Regions from separate parts of the Mus musculus genome. Here regions 1, 3, 4 and 5 are each linked to region 2. The links are chromatin contacts, called in public HiCAR-type and promoter capture Hi-C maps. All regions are on one chromosome and are shown on one strand. The core of a region is the stretch at or near the end of the contact, and the rest is flanking DNA. Distances in the headings are between cores, read along the strand shown.

Region 1 (2,700 bases), core at 31-2,530, 2.4 Mb before region 2:
TTAATATGCAAAAAAAAAAACCTATTCCGAAGTTTTTCAGAAAAAGAAACATGAACTGCACTAAATGTCAGAAACCAAAGAAGACTGCTCATAGCCAGCAAATCTCCACAGGCTCATTTCCTGTTTAAGTATGACCTCCTGGGATAAGTTTTACTGCAGTGTTCATTACCAAAGAGATGACTGTGGTTTTTGGGTTTTTTTTTTTTTTTTTTTTTTTTTTTAAAGAGAAGCAGAGGTCAAGTTGGGAATGTGATTCTTAGAAGACAAGAAAGAGGGGGGTGGGTTGGATGGGAGAGTAGAAAGGGAACGTGGGTGGGGTGTGTGTGTGGTAGGATTCGAAAGGGGAAAGGGGATTCTTAAACAGAGAAGAGAGAGGGAAAGAGTCGAGAAAGAAAAGGAAAGTAAAAATTGGGGCTGTTTCCCATTTCTGTTTGTAATCAGAATGCAGACTTGCGGAGGAAACGCATCAACTTCTGTAAGCGAAGATACAACGACCCAGTCACGTCCTCAAAACAAACCCGCATCAGCTTCACAGCTGGCCCCAGCTGTGCTGCACAGGAGCCAGAAACTTATTCTAAGGCAGGGCAGAGCAGATAAGCAAAATGGCCAATGCAAGACACCAGATTTCAATCACAAAAAGGGTGTGTCCCAAGTTTTGTGGGTTTCCTCTCATCCAACAACAGCCAGGCAGCGAGATGAAGGCTGGGGTAGAGGGGCGGCAAGGCAAGGCGCTTCTCAGACAGCTTCCCAGCTACGCCGGTTCCGGAGCACCGGCCGGTCCCAAACCCAGACAGCCAAACCCCAAACCCTACGTAGACAGTCCCGAACTCCAGGAGACCGGTCTCAAATACTAGTGGCGGCCCCGAATCCCAGGCGGCCGGTTCCGAACCCCTGCTGGCCGGCCACAAGTGACTCAACCCCAGCCCAGAGCCTGCGCGCCTGGCCGCGGGCGACACCCAGCACAGCTCGCCGTCCCAGAACGGCCCGGCACCCTCTGCTCTCTAGCGAGGCCCGCGGGCAAGGCGCAGGAAGCACAGCCGCTCCCTTCTTAGTCGCCCAGGCCGGAGCGACCCGCTGCCGCGCCCGCCGACGGACTTCCTGGAAAGCACTGGGCTGAACTCACCTGTCTGGCCGCCGACCCACTGCACAGTCCGCAAGGTTTGAATCGCTCTTCCCGGCGCCCACACTCCGCGGTGCCTCAAGTTCAGGGAGTTGCCGAATCCTCCCGCCAGCTGCCCCTAAACCCGACCGCGCTGTCTGTATTGCTGGTTCCCCTTCACTGTCCCCTCCCACGCGCGTGCGTACTCGTGGGGCAGACTGCATGCTGGGAGTTGTAGTTCAAGGGAGAAGGGTGCGGCTCCATACATACGGACCTGGTCCTTTACAATGGGAAGGGTGTTGTTATAAGAGGGTACAGACACTAGGCTGAGAAAAATGCTTTCTGCTCCTGTATATGTACCTGCCCGTGACCCTCTGGAAGGTAGAAAGCCTATCTATAGGCTTTTTTTTTTTTTTTTTTTTTTTTTTTGGGTAATACATTTCCTTCTTGCATGGTGGGCCTTTTGTAAACAAATAATACAGAGTAAGGCTTTTCTTAATCCCTTGGTTACTAATGGGAGAGCGTGATAATGGGAAAGCCTTTCAAACTTGTCATGGAAGACAGATAAAAGCTAAGGAACTGGGATCGTAGCACAGTTGGTAGGGTGCTTACACAAGCATACACAAAGCCCTAGATTTAATTCCAAATAATGTATAAATTGGATGTGGTGTTACATGCCTGTAATCTCAGATCCCAGCAATTGAAGCAGAGGGAGGGGTACCAGAAGTTTATCAGTCAGTTACATACAGAGTTCAAGGCCAGTCTGGGCTACATGAGGTTTTTTTGGTTTGGGTTTTGTTTTGTTTTGTTTTGTTTTGTTTTGTCTTTTTAAAGCAATTTATGGCAGAAAAGGTCATAAATCGCACCAAGGTGTGGTGCCTCTAACTAAACAAAGGAGTAAAGGTGAGAAGCAGAGATATATTTCATTAATGCACACACCTAGGAAAGGATCAGATAAAGAAGTCAATAAGCCCATATGAGCTTTAGATTTAAGCAGAGCAACTGGGGCAGGAAGCATTCTTGTATGTATAATTGAGCAATCCTGGTCACAATGTGTCCTGGCTGGTCATTCTTTAAGACTGGTTCTGCAAGTTGTTCCCAAGAGTCCCTTTTGCCTGAGGGGGCAATGTCATTCTCAGAGGATAAGTGCTCATGTTCCAAGATGCATCCTCCCCACCATGGATGGGATGGGTAACTGACCATTTTCATGGAATCCAAAGTGACCACAGGTGCCTTTGAGGAGTAATTGTAAAAGCTGACTCTAAGATGTCTCTCATACTTTAGTTTTATGCCTTTATCCTGAAGGACCATGAGAGAAGTCCTTGAATGGTAAATATGTCCACATGCAGAGGTACCTAGGCAACCCAAAACAGGAAGGCAGACACAAAATGAAAGCATAGATGTTAGGGGTTACTCTGTTTTTAGTTATCTTATGGGTCCAAGCAAGGCAGTGGTTTTTAACAGATGCTGTTTCTAATCACCTGGTAGACAGCATGTGCCCATTTTCCTGCTCCATCCCATCTTCCCGTTCCAACTTTGTGTTCTACAACAGGCAGTGCGATTAGGCTAATGTGAGAGAGAGTAAACTGGAGAAGCAACTA
Region 2 (2,700 bases), core at 196-2,695:
AGTAAATTTAGCTGCTGTGTCAGGGAAGGTCCCGCCTGCCTCTGATTGCATATGTAAATTACACACTGGGAACCCTAGGAAGAGAAGAGTATGCCTTGCTAGTAAATAGCCTAGAGAAGAGTTAAGAATCCTGAACAGGAGGAACACGGATGGCAAGTGGAGCTGAAACAGGGATCAAACATGGCACCGCTGAGTTCATGCTTCACCCATTCAAAAAAAAAAAAAAAATGGTTAGGACTTCTTGTCATACTCCAGATTACAAAGAACTGTCGCAGATGATGCCTCGAGCCTTGTAAATGCCATTGAGGGGAGAAACAAGCTAGATTTAGTGCATTACTTGCCTACAGATCTTAGCGGTCCCTGGTATGTGAAAGCTACGAGACAATTACAATGAACACGGTGAATGCTAGGAGGCCAGGTTGCACAGATGACCACTCACATGCCACTTGAACGACACTTCCTGTATAGACAGACAGACATGCACTTATGGTTAGCACTCAGCACTGTTGCGGGGAAGGCGGTCCTTACTCAGTGTTTATAGAAATGAATGGCAACTAATTGTTATTGCTACAGCAATTTGTGAATGTTTAAATTATCTAATGTTTATAGTTTGTATATTCGTATTCCTATGACAGTGGTCTGGGTCCTGGAACATTGCTGAATATACAATAAACATTTTACTATAATTTAAAAAAAATGTTTCTACACTGAATGACTGCTTGGCTGTGTTGTGTCAGTGGGTGTAAAGCAAAGGGGGCACAACAAAAGGTTACATTTCTAACGTTTGAAGTAAGAGTTGTAGGCCTTGATTTATCAAACAGCAGCGAAAACTAGAAAGGCTCTTATGTTTGTACCTGCGTCCCTTTTAAGTCTTTGAATTTGCCCAGCTGAAAGACATTACAGTATTTCATTACAAGACTGATAATTTCGTAGAGTAGAAATATCAAAACTCCCAATAGTGTGTGATCAACCTATCCTAGAATTACGGTTGCAAAGTTCTGAGTGATTTCTGTTGCTTCAATTTGCGCAACAGCAGCTCCACCTAGGTTTTAGAACCCTTGCTAAAACCATGAAAAGGGTCCCCTTCACAATGGTGGCGAAACCCGTTAGGTGGGTGGGCACCTGCCAAAACAAAAACAAAAACAAAAAAACCACCGCCAAGCCTGCCCCTGCCCCCCGGCTGTTGGAAAGAGTTCAGGGCATCCAGAACTTCACTGTGGCTATTGCGCAGACTCTGCGTCCCACGCAGGCTTATTAGGAAGAAGCAAGAAAACTGCCCCGAGACACGTGAACCACAGGAGACCAACCCTGGCTTCCTCTGCTCACCGCATCTGATTCTGGAATTTACAATCACGAAAGTTCTATCGCCCCAGGATTGGTTCCAAGGCCGCATGACATCATAGCGCTTGATCCTGCCTCCGGGCTCGGATTGGCTGGCCGCGCCATTGTGACGTCACGGTCAGCCCACGCCGGGGTTGAAGCTGCCGGGCGCCTTCCTCTTGCATCGCGGCTGCAGCTTGCTTCTGTTCCCGCGCCCGCTTGCACATCCTCCTGCTCGCGCGGTCCTGCTGCCGTCCGGTGCTCCCCGTAGCCGCTCAGGCAGAGAGGTGAGCCGCCTGCTTCAGGAACTTGGCGGGTGCCAAGGCACTGGGGTGCGGCCAGGCTGCTGGCGCCGTGAGGTCCGGGTTGGGCGGGGGGCGGCAGGCACCGTGGCCCGGCGAGCGCGGGGCGCGGGCCGAGCGGAGCTCCGCCGGGATGGATGCTTTCGCACCTGTTCGTGGGTGGCAGCCACTTTGGCGCACTGACAGGCGCGGAGATCGCAGGGAAGGATGGCGGCGCGCTTGGATCTTCCTCCGAGCTTTCTCTGAGCGACCGTAAGGGCTGCCGAGGAGGAGTCCGCGTGGGTCCGTGCAGTACCGGGCTTTGGGGCCGCGCGCTGGCCTTTCCCTGCTTTCCTCTCCTTTGCTGCTGCCAGGGACGCCCGCTTTCCCGCGACCACTCCAGCGGGTATCTGCAGCCCAGCCTGCCCCGGGAGGGTGGAGACGCGGACGCATAGCTGCGGGTAACGGCCTGGAGTCTGCGAATCCATAAAGTGCGCTGCTCAGAGTTTTAGGGAAAGTGTCCTTTATTGTTTGCTTGCCAGCAAGCCTTCCCCTTCCCCTATCCTTGAGGTGGAGATAGTAAGGTCCAGAGAGAGTTCTTTTTAGACGATCTTGAAGCCTTCGGCACCTTTGAACTTGGCGTCCCTGCTCTAGATTACATTATGCTTATCTCCAGGCGCCTTGATTGCAAATTTGAAGGATGCATTGGATGAATTTTCGTAAGGGGAGGGGGCGATTGAAAGAATGCAACGCATGACTCCCTAGCTGGAGGATACCCGGGGAGAAGTCTGATAAGAAATTGTGGGGGAGCGAGCAGCCCTCCTCCCAAGCCTCGACTGTCTTTCTGTTTTTTTAATGTCAGGGCTGGTGGCAGGAAGTGTTTTGTACAGTTGTACAGGAGGGCCAGTGTTGTCTGTTGGTTTTGTAATTCGTTCCTCTAACCGCTTGGCAGTTATAACCTGTTGGTTTGTACTTGCAAGTCTTTGTGCTTTTGCAAAGTCTCAGGCCACAGCATTTGGGTCAAAAATCTACAGATACAGTCAGCTTTGCATTAGATGAATGCGAATGCACACCGTAGATTTTATCTATGGCTGGGCAC
Region 3 (2,700 bases), core at 197-2,696, 2.3 Mb before region 2:
CTTTTCTTCAAAATAGAGCTGGAGAGATAGCTCAGCACTTAAGAGAGTGTCTTGTTCATTTAGAAGACATGGATTTGGTTTTTTAGCGATTACATCGGGCAGCTCACAACCACCTGCAATCCCAGCTCCAGCGGATCTGTCAGCCTTTTCTGGCCTCCGCGATCACCCAAAACGCATACAGAACACACACACATAGATAAAAAAAAAAAAAAAACCTAAAAGTGGACAAATGAGCAGTAGACAGGGTTTTGGGAGAATACTGTTGCTGATGGAGGGAACAACACAGGCGAAACATGAAGATGGGAGTAAGGAAGGAGGTTAAGTTTTCTGGTCAGGATGCGGTATATATGTGAAAAGTAAAAACAACTGACTTGGGTGCCAATGTGGGTTTATATTCAGGGAAAAACTGAAGAATCTTTAAGGGGTGGGTGATACTGGGGACTACTGCTGCCGCTCTTCTTCCTCCAGTGTGTCCTAAACGGTTTCTTTTGTCTTTGTGGGCACAGCAACATACCAAACTTCAGAAAACCAATGAAACAAGAGAACTCTTCTCTTCTACCTAGAGTCGGGTGTGTGTGTGTGTGTGTGTGTGTGTGTGTGTGTGTGTGTGTGTGTAAGGGGATTGGGGTGGGGATGAGGGAAGGATGGATGAACGGGTGGGGGTGGCATCTCTCAAGAGTTAGGGCAGAAGACTCCAGTTAACTCTGCACAAGCCTAGGCCTGAAACTGGCACTGGTCTTCAAAGAGGAATGGACTACCAACAATTGGAGGGTAGTCAGCTCCCAGCAGACTACCCAGCAGGCCTGAGTACCAAACAGAAAGACTTAGTATACATAGGTCGGTGATAAGAGCACTGGCTTAGTGTGTGACTGAGGTCAGTACCTTGTCAAGGGTGTGCGCGTGAGTTGTGCGTGTGTGTTGGGAGGATGTCAGAAGACCTGTACCACCCAGGTGGACAGGGACCTGTATCTATGTTCAGTGATCTTAAGGTTTCCTGCCACCGAGATTTTGATGTCATTAAGGGGGTACCACTGAGCAAGCAGGCTGCCCAATGAGGAATCCGGAAAGGCAAGCAAAGCTTGGTGGGGGTGTACTGTGGCCAGGGCAGGCTTTGGGCGGACTCTTTCTTGTCTGCACGGTTTTGGGGTCCACATGGGTCCCAGGACTCCTCCGTGGGCCTCTGTCGGCTCACGGGCCTCGGCGAGCTCCCGCTTCCGCAGGGCCTTCTCCGACAGGACCCGCACACTGCAGTCCGGGCTCAGCTCCCTTAACCCCACCAGCACACGGACCTCTGGGGCCGTGGAGAAGCCGGCCGCGGAGGGCGGCGCGCGCCATGCAGGTCCCGCAGCTCCCCGCCTCGGCCTCGCGCCTGCCGCCCCCGCGGCACGGCCAGCCGCAGCCCCAGTGAGGAGGAAGAGGCGGAGGAGGAGGCGCCGCCCCCTTGGCGAGCTCGGCGCCCGGGCGGCCTTGGCAGGACCCATGGCGGATCTCTCGCCTGCGCCGGCCCTGCGGGAAGGCGGCCCCCGTGCGCACCGGCCCTCGGCGCCCTCCCCTCCGCCGCGCTCTCGCTCCACCTCGGAGCCCGAGGAGGCCGAGCTGTCGCTGAGCCTGGCCCGCACCAAGACCCGCTCGTACGGCAGCACGGCCAGCGTGCGGGCGCCTCTGGGCGCCGGCGTCATCGAGCGCCATGTGGAGCACCGGGTCCGCGCCGGGGACACGCTTCAGGGCATCGCGCTCAAGTACGGAGTCACGGTGAGCAGGGCGCGCCGCCGCGGCCCCGGACCTGCGGCCCTCGGGCGGGGTCGGGGGTGGGAGCGGAGGGTGGGGAACAGGCCGTGCGTCCCCGCGTCCCCGCGCCGCATCCCAGCGCGCACTGCTGCAACTGCAGTGGGCGCCTAAGCTGCTGCTGCTGCTGCTGCTGCTGCTGCTGCTGCTGCTGCTGCGGAGAGGGGCGGCCGCCAGAGCTCCCCCGACCAGCTAGTGCATGGCCTTCCCAGTGCCCTGCCAGTCTCAGCTCGTATCTGTCGCGCGAGAAACAAGGAGGCCCGCGTTTTGGGCACTACCCACAGCCACCTTTCCCCGTTTTCCTCCCCGGAGCTCACTACCTATTTACTCAAAGCCACACCGATACGAATTCTGCGCTGTGTAAACAAGCTGTGATGAGTCAGGATGTACAGTTCTTCCCGTGGATGGTTCTGGTTCTATCGATTCTGCTTCTTTATTTAGAAGTGAAATTACACCCCTGTGCTCACTGGCGACCCTGAACGTGACACCTGTCTAAACAGCAGCCTGGAACTGTGGTCTAGGTGAGCTGGAGGGCCGTGTTTTACGAATTTATAAGGGTGTGCGTCTTGGGTATATTTCATTACACCTTGGGGAAGATCACGGAAACCCGAGGGAACAAATTGTTTCATTAAAATTACTTATAATTAACTGTGAGCTGTGTGATGGCCTTTTTACATTGGAACTCAGTATCCGTTTTCAATGATCTTTCCTGAAAGCGTCGGGGCAGCAGTCAGAATTAAAATGATCTCGCCTGTATCTTCAGAGTAACCTATTTTGCATATTTAACCAGGTGTTTGTTTACCAGCAAGTCTTTCTATCTATCATTTAAGCGTTTTGAGAGCTTGATCAAACCATTTTGAGACCCTTCTCCACAGTTCTAAATGTTCTTACAGCCTGCCTTCAAGCATTCACTGA
Region 4 (2,700 bases), core at 70-2,569, 2.2 Mb before region 2:
CATGTGCTATAAGAACTCAGTGCACTAATTGTGAGAACACAGAATTAGTGGAACCAGATTTATCATCTTAGTTTTTGTCAATTTATTATTAATGTCTTGGAGTTTATAAATGTAAAATGGCTAAAATATCACAAGGAAACTACAGTAAGTGACAACAGTGAATAAGATAACATAGGAGTTATAATTTTACATCTGACCTACCTGTTCATTCAAAGGTCTTTCTGCACTTAATTCTCTATTATGCAGGGATTTGTCTAGAATAAATACACATAAATATAAATTTAATTGTGCATTTGGGTGGTCAAATATGTTTCCTATTAAAATAAAAAACACAATGAAAAAAGATTTTTTGGAGAAATAATTCTGAATGTTATAAAATAAAATTTATAGTAGCAAAGATTATCAATTGTATACATGGTGAGTTCCAAAGTTGGTATGCTTATTATATTATTGCATATCCTGAATTAAATGCAATCACACTTTTATTTTCTGATCAGAAATTTAACATATAGTTCTAATTCTTAGCTTATTAGCTCTTTTCAATTGGAAACATACTATTTGGATTATCATTGCTGGTACATTAAAAGAGATCATCATATCCTGCATGTGTAATGAGCAAAAAAAAAAAAAAAAAATCCTAGCCACTTTAAGCACAGGTACTCGCTCCCCTTTTCAAAATAAGACCATGTTATCGCTCTATTATTTTAAAAGTAAAGGAGAAAGAAAAATCCATCTTCGTTCTCTGAAGTCAAAACCGTGTATATTCTGTCAATATGCACGATACGAGATCTGCTGAGAAAAACTAGGCAGGGCGATTTAGAGCTCACGGGTCACATCAAGCTTTATCTTGGCTGGGCCAAATGAAAGAGAACTCTAAAGCAGAGCAATGTCCACATACCTTGGCTGCCTTCGGGTTTGGGGAAAGCTTGAATTGGGCCGCTGTTGAGCACCAACACCAGTATCCAAGAGCCGGTCCAAAGGAACCCCATTCTTTCTTGCTCTTCTGTGCTTTGCTGGAAAGAGCTTGGCGCTGGGCCCCTGAGCTGTAGCTTTTGTTATGAATGAGAAGGGGAGTTAAGAAGCTGGAAGGGACAGGAGCCTGGGTGCGGGAAGGGAGAGGGTCTGGGCGCCTCCGGCGCAGTTGCTCCGGGCTGGAAGGAGGATGCAGGCTCTTCTGGCGCCCAGAGCAGGTGAGCAGGTGCGGTAGGCGCTGTCCGCCCCGCGGGTGCTGAAGTTCCTGCGCCGCCAGCGGACGCGGGCCTGGGCGTAGCTTTACTCCACTAGCTCCAGGAGAGGAAATGAGGAGGAGGCGCATGCTCCATGCAAACCAGAGGCGTGAGGATGGCGTCAGCGACCCAGCGCTACTCCAATCCCGCGGGAACGGAGCGGGGGAGGGGAGACAGGCTTGCTCGCGTATTTTCCTTGCCGCAGTCTTGGGTATGTTTCTACGTCGGAGTCGGGCCGGATTGCAGGATTGCTGGACGATAGGCATGGTTGCTGTACCTCAAGGGTTAAATGCCCTCTCTACCCGTGAACTTGTCAAGGAGACATGGGTAATCTTTGTCTAATTTTGATTGTTATTCTTCTGCAGTCTCTACTCCAAAATCCCTTCCTGCTATACTCAAAATTCTGTTATACCTTTATATTCTACTATAATCAAAATTCTGTTATAAACAAAAGATATAATTCTATCAAACCTTATAAAGACCTGCCTTTATTGATCTGTGTTGACAGTCTTTTGATGCTCTTGCATCTCAGCTCCACAGGAGCCTTTTGATTAGGAAAGCGCACGAATATTATTTCAAATACATTGTGCATAAAACTTCACTCTCACATAGTTAGAGAAGGAAACAAAACAAAACAAAACAAAACAACCCGTTTGTCCCTCTTGGAGCGAGAGTCCTCACCAGAAATATTCAGTTTTGTTCTCTTTCTTCTAACCAAGTAGGAAAAATAGTGTGCTTTTGTGACATTCTTCCCCGGGTCTAATTTATACCTGAGGATCTTGATGTTCTGAGAGTCTTTCAAGAAAAGGGAAAGCCATGAAAAATACTCCTCTCCTCATAAGCAAGTCAGAGGGGTGCTTCCTATAATCCGAGAATATCCTGGAAGACTGAGGTCATTGCATACAATTTACTATCCAAAGACTTTTAAGTGGTGAATGCGAGTAGCATAATGTGAGCGGGGTGCTGAGCAAGCTCTTTAGTCTGATTTTTAAGCAGAACTTGGATCTTTCCCTTTCAACTGCAGCCTGCTGAGAACCCAGCTGAAGAATGGCCACAAAGAAGGATCCAGCACAATCAGGCCTTTGATTTCTGGCTCCTCCCTCTCATGGACCAAGTTACTTATTTAAATACATGAAAACAAACAAACAAACAAACCCACTGACAAACAGATTTCCCTTTCTGGAGGTTTTGAGTTTAATAGTCATGCAAGTATTTCAGTTAAGAATCTAAAAGTCCTTTTGTTTCCATGTGAATCTTTTTTAAAAATTGATACATTAAAATCTGTTACAGAGTACTTCAAATCTAGCAGTTACTTCAAAACGAATAGATCTTTCTCAATGGTGGGTAGCACAGTATCATTATCCTGGTATGCTGCAGTCTTAAAAATTAACTCATGGGCTAGAGCAATGGTTCATTGGGTTTGCAGAGGACCCAGAACCTACATAAATGTAGCTCACAACTGTTTGTAATTGCA
Region 5 (2,700 bases), core at 60-2,559, 2.5 Mb before region 2:
ATCAGAAATGAGCAAATACTGCCAGAAACTAACCTAATACTACTGAAAGCTTCATCCTTAGTAATCCAGGCTGTCTTTGTGGCCCCAGCTGGCCTCAAATTCTCAGTTGTCTTCCTGCCTCAGCCTCCCATATTGGGATTTCTAGTCCTAAATCTTTTATTTTTCCCCAGTGCAGATTGAATTTGAACCCTCACTCATAATAGGCAAGCTCTGTACAGAGCTACTTTCCATGTGCCTAGAGGCCAAAGGCCGATTTCCAGTGTATTCTTGAAATGCTCTTCACCCCACCAGGCAGCACCTTACTTTTTTTTATTTTTTTTCCCCCAGACAGAATCTCTATGTATAGCCCTGGCTGTCCTGCTGTCCTGGAACTCGCTATGTAGACCAGGCTGGCCTAGACACCACCATCCAGCATCTGTATTTTAAGACAAGGTCCTTTATTGGACCTGAGAGCTGGGATTACAGATGTTGGAAGCCGTGCCTGAGTTTAAGTAGGTGCTGGATTTTCGGAAAACAGATCTTTAGTCTTTAAGGGCAAGTCATTTACCGACAAGCGATCTCACCAGGTCTTTTTTTTTTTTTTTTTTTTTTTTTTTAAAGATTTATTTATTTATTGTATGTAAGTACACTGTAGCTGTCTTCAGACACTCCAGAAGAGGGAGTCAGATCTCATTACAGATGGTTGTTAGCCACCATGTGGTTGCTGGGATTTGAACTCCAGACCTTTGGAAGAGCAGTCGGGTGCTCTTACCCACTGAGCCATCTCACCAGCCCTTTTTTTTTTTTTTTTTTTAAGGGTGGGGGTTCTCAAGGATCCCACGCTGCTCTTGAAGTTGCTATGCAGTTGATGATGAATTTGGGTTTCTGACCCTTTGCTTCTAGAGTGCTGGATTACAGGCGTGCACCACTAACTACTCCAGGCTAGAGCTCTCAATGACTTATTTCTTATTCTTCTGCCACAGGATCTACGTATGTAGACATATGCTGGCTGGCTGGCTGGAACTCGCTTTGTAGACGAACCTGGCCTGGTATTCACAGAGATCTGCCTCCCCAGAGCAGAGCGACCACACCCACCCTCAACTATTTTTAAGAAACCTGGCCGCAGCTGACAGGTCGTAAACAAGTCTGACCCGCATCCCAAGCTCCGCACAGCGTGCGAGCGGGCTAACGGAGTAGCGGGCGAGCGCAGACACCGGGGCGGGGGTGGAGGGGGTGGGGGCGGAGCCAGCCGAGTGCTGGAGAAAACTAGGTCACAAAAGTAAAGTAGGTCTTTGTGCGGCTCTTTACGACACGTCGTGTTTGGACGGGTCTGGCCGTAAAGCAGGCTCGAGCCGAGCAAGCCAAGGCCGCGGACCAAGCTGCTATGGCGGACATGGAGGACCTCTTCGGGAGCGAAGCTGAGAGCGAGGCCGAGCGCAAAGGTGCGGCGGACGGGCGGGCGGGCGGGCGGGCGAGCTCCGCGGATGGGCACATGGGGCGTCGGGTTGCTTTTCGGCCGGAGGCGCGGCGCCGGGCAACGCGAAGTCCCCAAGCTCTTGCCCAGCGCCCCCTGCATGCCCGGCGGTGCCCGCCTCTCCCGGGGAGACCGCCGCGGAGTCAGTGCCTGGAGGATCAGGGACCGGCCTGGACTCCTGGGGGAGCAGAAGGGAGGACGTGTGGCCTGCGCCCCTCCGTGCATACATGGCCAATTGAAAGGGTGGCTGGCAGTGAATGAGTGGAGACATGTTCAACTGCCCATCGGGCGCGGTAACGCCCCGTGTGAAAGGGCGAGTTGATGGGAGAGTGTAGATGCCCCTGAAGGGTCTGGGAGGGATCAGGTTGGAGTTCTACAGAAGGACTACGCACTGGCGATGGGTGCCCTTGGAGAGCCTGTGCGGAAAGCCAGTTTCCTTGTCTGTGATGTAAGAATGGGGAAACTTGTGGAGTGTTTGGAGAGGAGTGACAGGATTTGGTGATGAATGAATGAATGATGGTTCATGGGGGGCATTTCTGGCACAGGTCTACGAATATCTGAATTTGAGATGTGAATAGAAGAATGAGGAAAGATCCGAGATGAACTTCAGAATTCTTGCAGCCCCCCCAGGCCCAAATTAACTTCTATACATGTCATTTTCCTTGCCCCTCCCCCCATTCGTCACCAACTCCAGTTTGTATGTAATTACTCCAGTTGTGGAGGGAGCACTAAGTAAAAGTACAGAGAACTAAACTCTTCCTGTGCCCGGCTTTGCTCATAGTTTATTCTCTGTGTCTTCGAGGCACAATTCTGTGTACACCTTCCCATGTTTTCCATGAAGCGTTTCATTCATTCAGTAAACAAGGATCCCTATCATCTCCTGGCCACCTTGCTAGGGGTTGGGAATGTAATCATGAGAAGACAGGTTCCCGCTCCCCAGCTTAGTGCTTAACGCTTAGTGCTTTTTTGCATCCACTGGTGAAAGCGTCGTTTAGTAAGATGTACCTGTAGTGCTTTCTCATAGCCACCCATAGCTTAGGGAAGTGGAGTGTACAGATGATTGCAGTTCTACGCTTTCTTCCCCTCCCCTTTCTTCCCTTTTAAAAACTTCTTTTAAGGTCATGGCAGTTTTCTTCCATTTTACCATTGAGTTAGTGGACTCTCCAAGACTGACTTTCAGGGTCTGGTGTCCTGTCTTTGACAACTGCTCTTAGTCTTGAAGTTGCTACGGATGTGACAGGGTAGAA

Evidence for each region. Promoter capture Hi-C pulls out the DNA fragments that hold promoters and counts their contacts. HiCAR-type assays count read pairs that join an accessible place to other places.
Region 1: a HiCAR-type map of astrocytes shows a contact between it and region 2, with 2.7 times the contacts expected there. The contact joins the promoter of Tmod3 here to the promoter of Elovl5 in region 2. A contact is called at or near these places in 3 of 39 promoter capture datasets (embryonic stem cells, hippocampal neurons and pre-B cells), 4 of 115 datasets of contacts at active chromatin or transcription factors (astrocytes, embryonic hindbrain, forebrain and 1 more) and 2 of 9 other capture datasets (embryonic stem cells and liver).
Region 3: a contact with region 2 is called in a HiCAR-type map of astrocytes, with 6 times the contacts expected there. The contact joins the promoter of Lysmd2 here to the promoter of Elovl5 in region 2. A contact is called at or near these places in 2 of 39 promoter capture datasets (cranial neural crest and hippocampal neurons), 1 of 484 Hi-C or Micro-C datasets (embryonic stem cells), 3 of 115 datasets of contacts at active chromatin or transcription factors (astrocytes, embryonic forebrain and stem cell-derived neural progenitor cells) and 1 of 9 other capture datasets (embryonic stem cells).
Region 4: a contact with region 2 is called in a HiCAR-type map of astrocytes, with 4 times the contacts expected there. The contact joins the promoter of Scg3 here to the promoter of Elovl5 in region 2. A contact is called at or near these places in 1 of 39 promoter capture datasets (hippocampal neurons) and 3 of 115 datasets of contacts at active chromatin or transcription factors (astrocytes, embryonic forebrain and embryonic midbrain).
Region 5: a promoter capture Hi-C map of pre-B cells shows a contact between it and region 2, with 5 times the contacts expected there. The contact joins the promoter of Leo1 here to the promoter of Elovl5 in region 2. A contact is called at or near these places in 2 of 39 promoter capture datasets (liver and pre-B cells) and 3 of 115 datasets of contacts at active chromatin or transcription factors (astrocytes, forebrain and regulatory T cell precursor).

Annotation. Positions count from the first base shown.
Region 1 is chr9:75,558,377-75,561,076 of GRCm38.p6, forward strand. It overlaps Tmod3 (tropomodulin 3), which reads right to left and starts at 1,281. Exons shown (of 10, transcript NM_016963.2): 1 at 1,124-1,281.
Region 2 is chr9:77,915,920-77,918,619 of GRCm38.p6, forward strand. Elovl5 (ELOVL family member 5, elongation of long chain fatty acids (yeast)) reads left to right here and starts at 1,446. Exons shown (of 8, transcript NM_134255.3): 1 at 1,446-1,607.
Region 3 is chr9:75,624,286-75,626,985 of GRCm38.p6, forward strand. It overlaps Lysmd2 (LysM, putative peptidoglycan-binding, domain containing 2), which reads left to right and starts at 1,447. Exons shown (of 3, transcript NM_027309.2): 1 at 1,447-1,752. The coding sequence starts at 1,480.
Region 4 is chr9:75,682,737-75,685,436 of GRCm38.p6, forward strand. It overlaps Scg3 (secretogranin III), which reads right to left and starts at 1,320. Exons shown (of 12, transcript NM_009130.3): 1 at 899-1,320; 2 at 202-254. The coding sequence starts at 989.
Region 5 is chr9:75,440,215-75,442,914 of GRCm38.p6, forward strand. It overlaps Leo1 (Leo1, Paf1/RNA polymerase II complex component), which reads left to right and starts at 1,310. Exons shown (of 12, transcript NM_001039522.1): 1 at 1,310-1,421. The coding sequence starts at 1,364.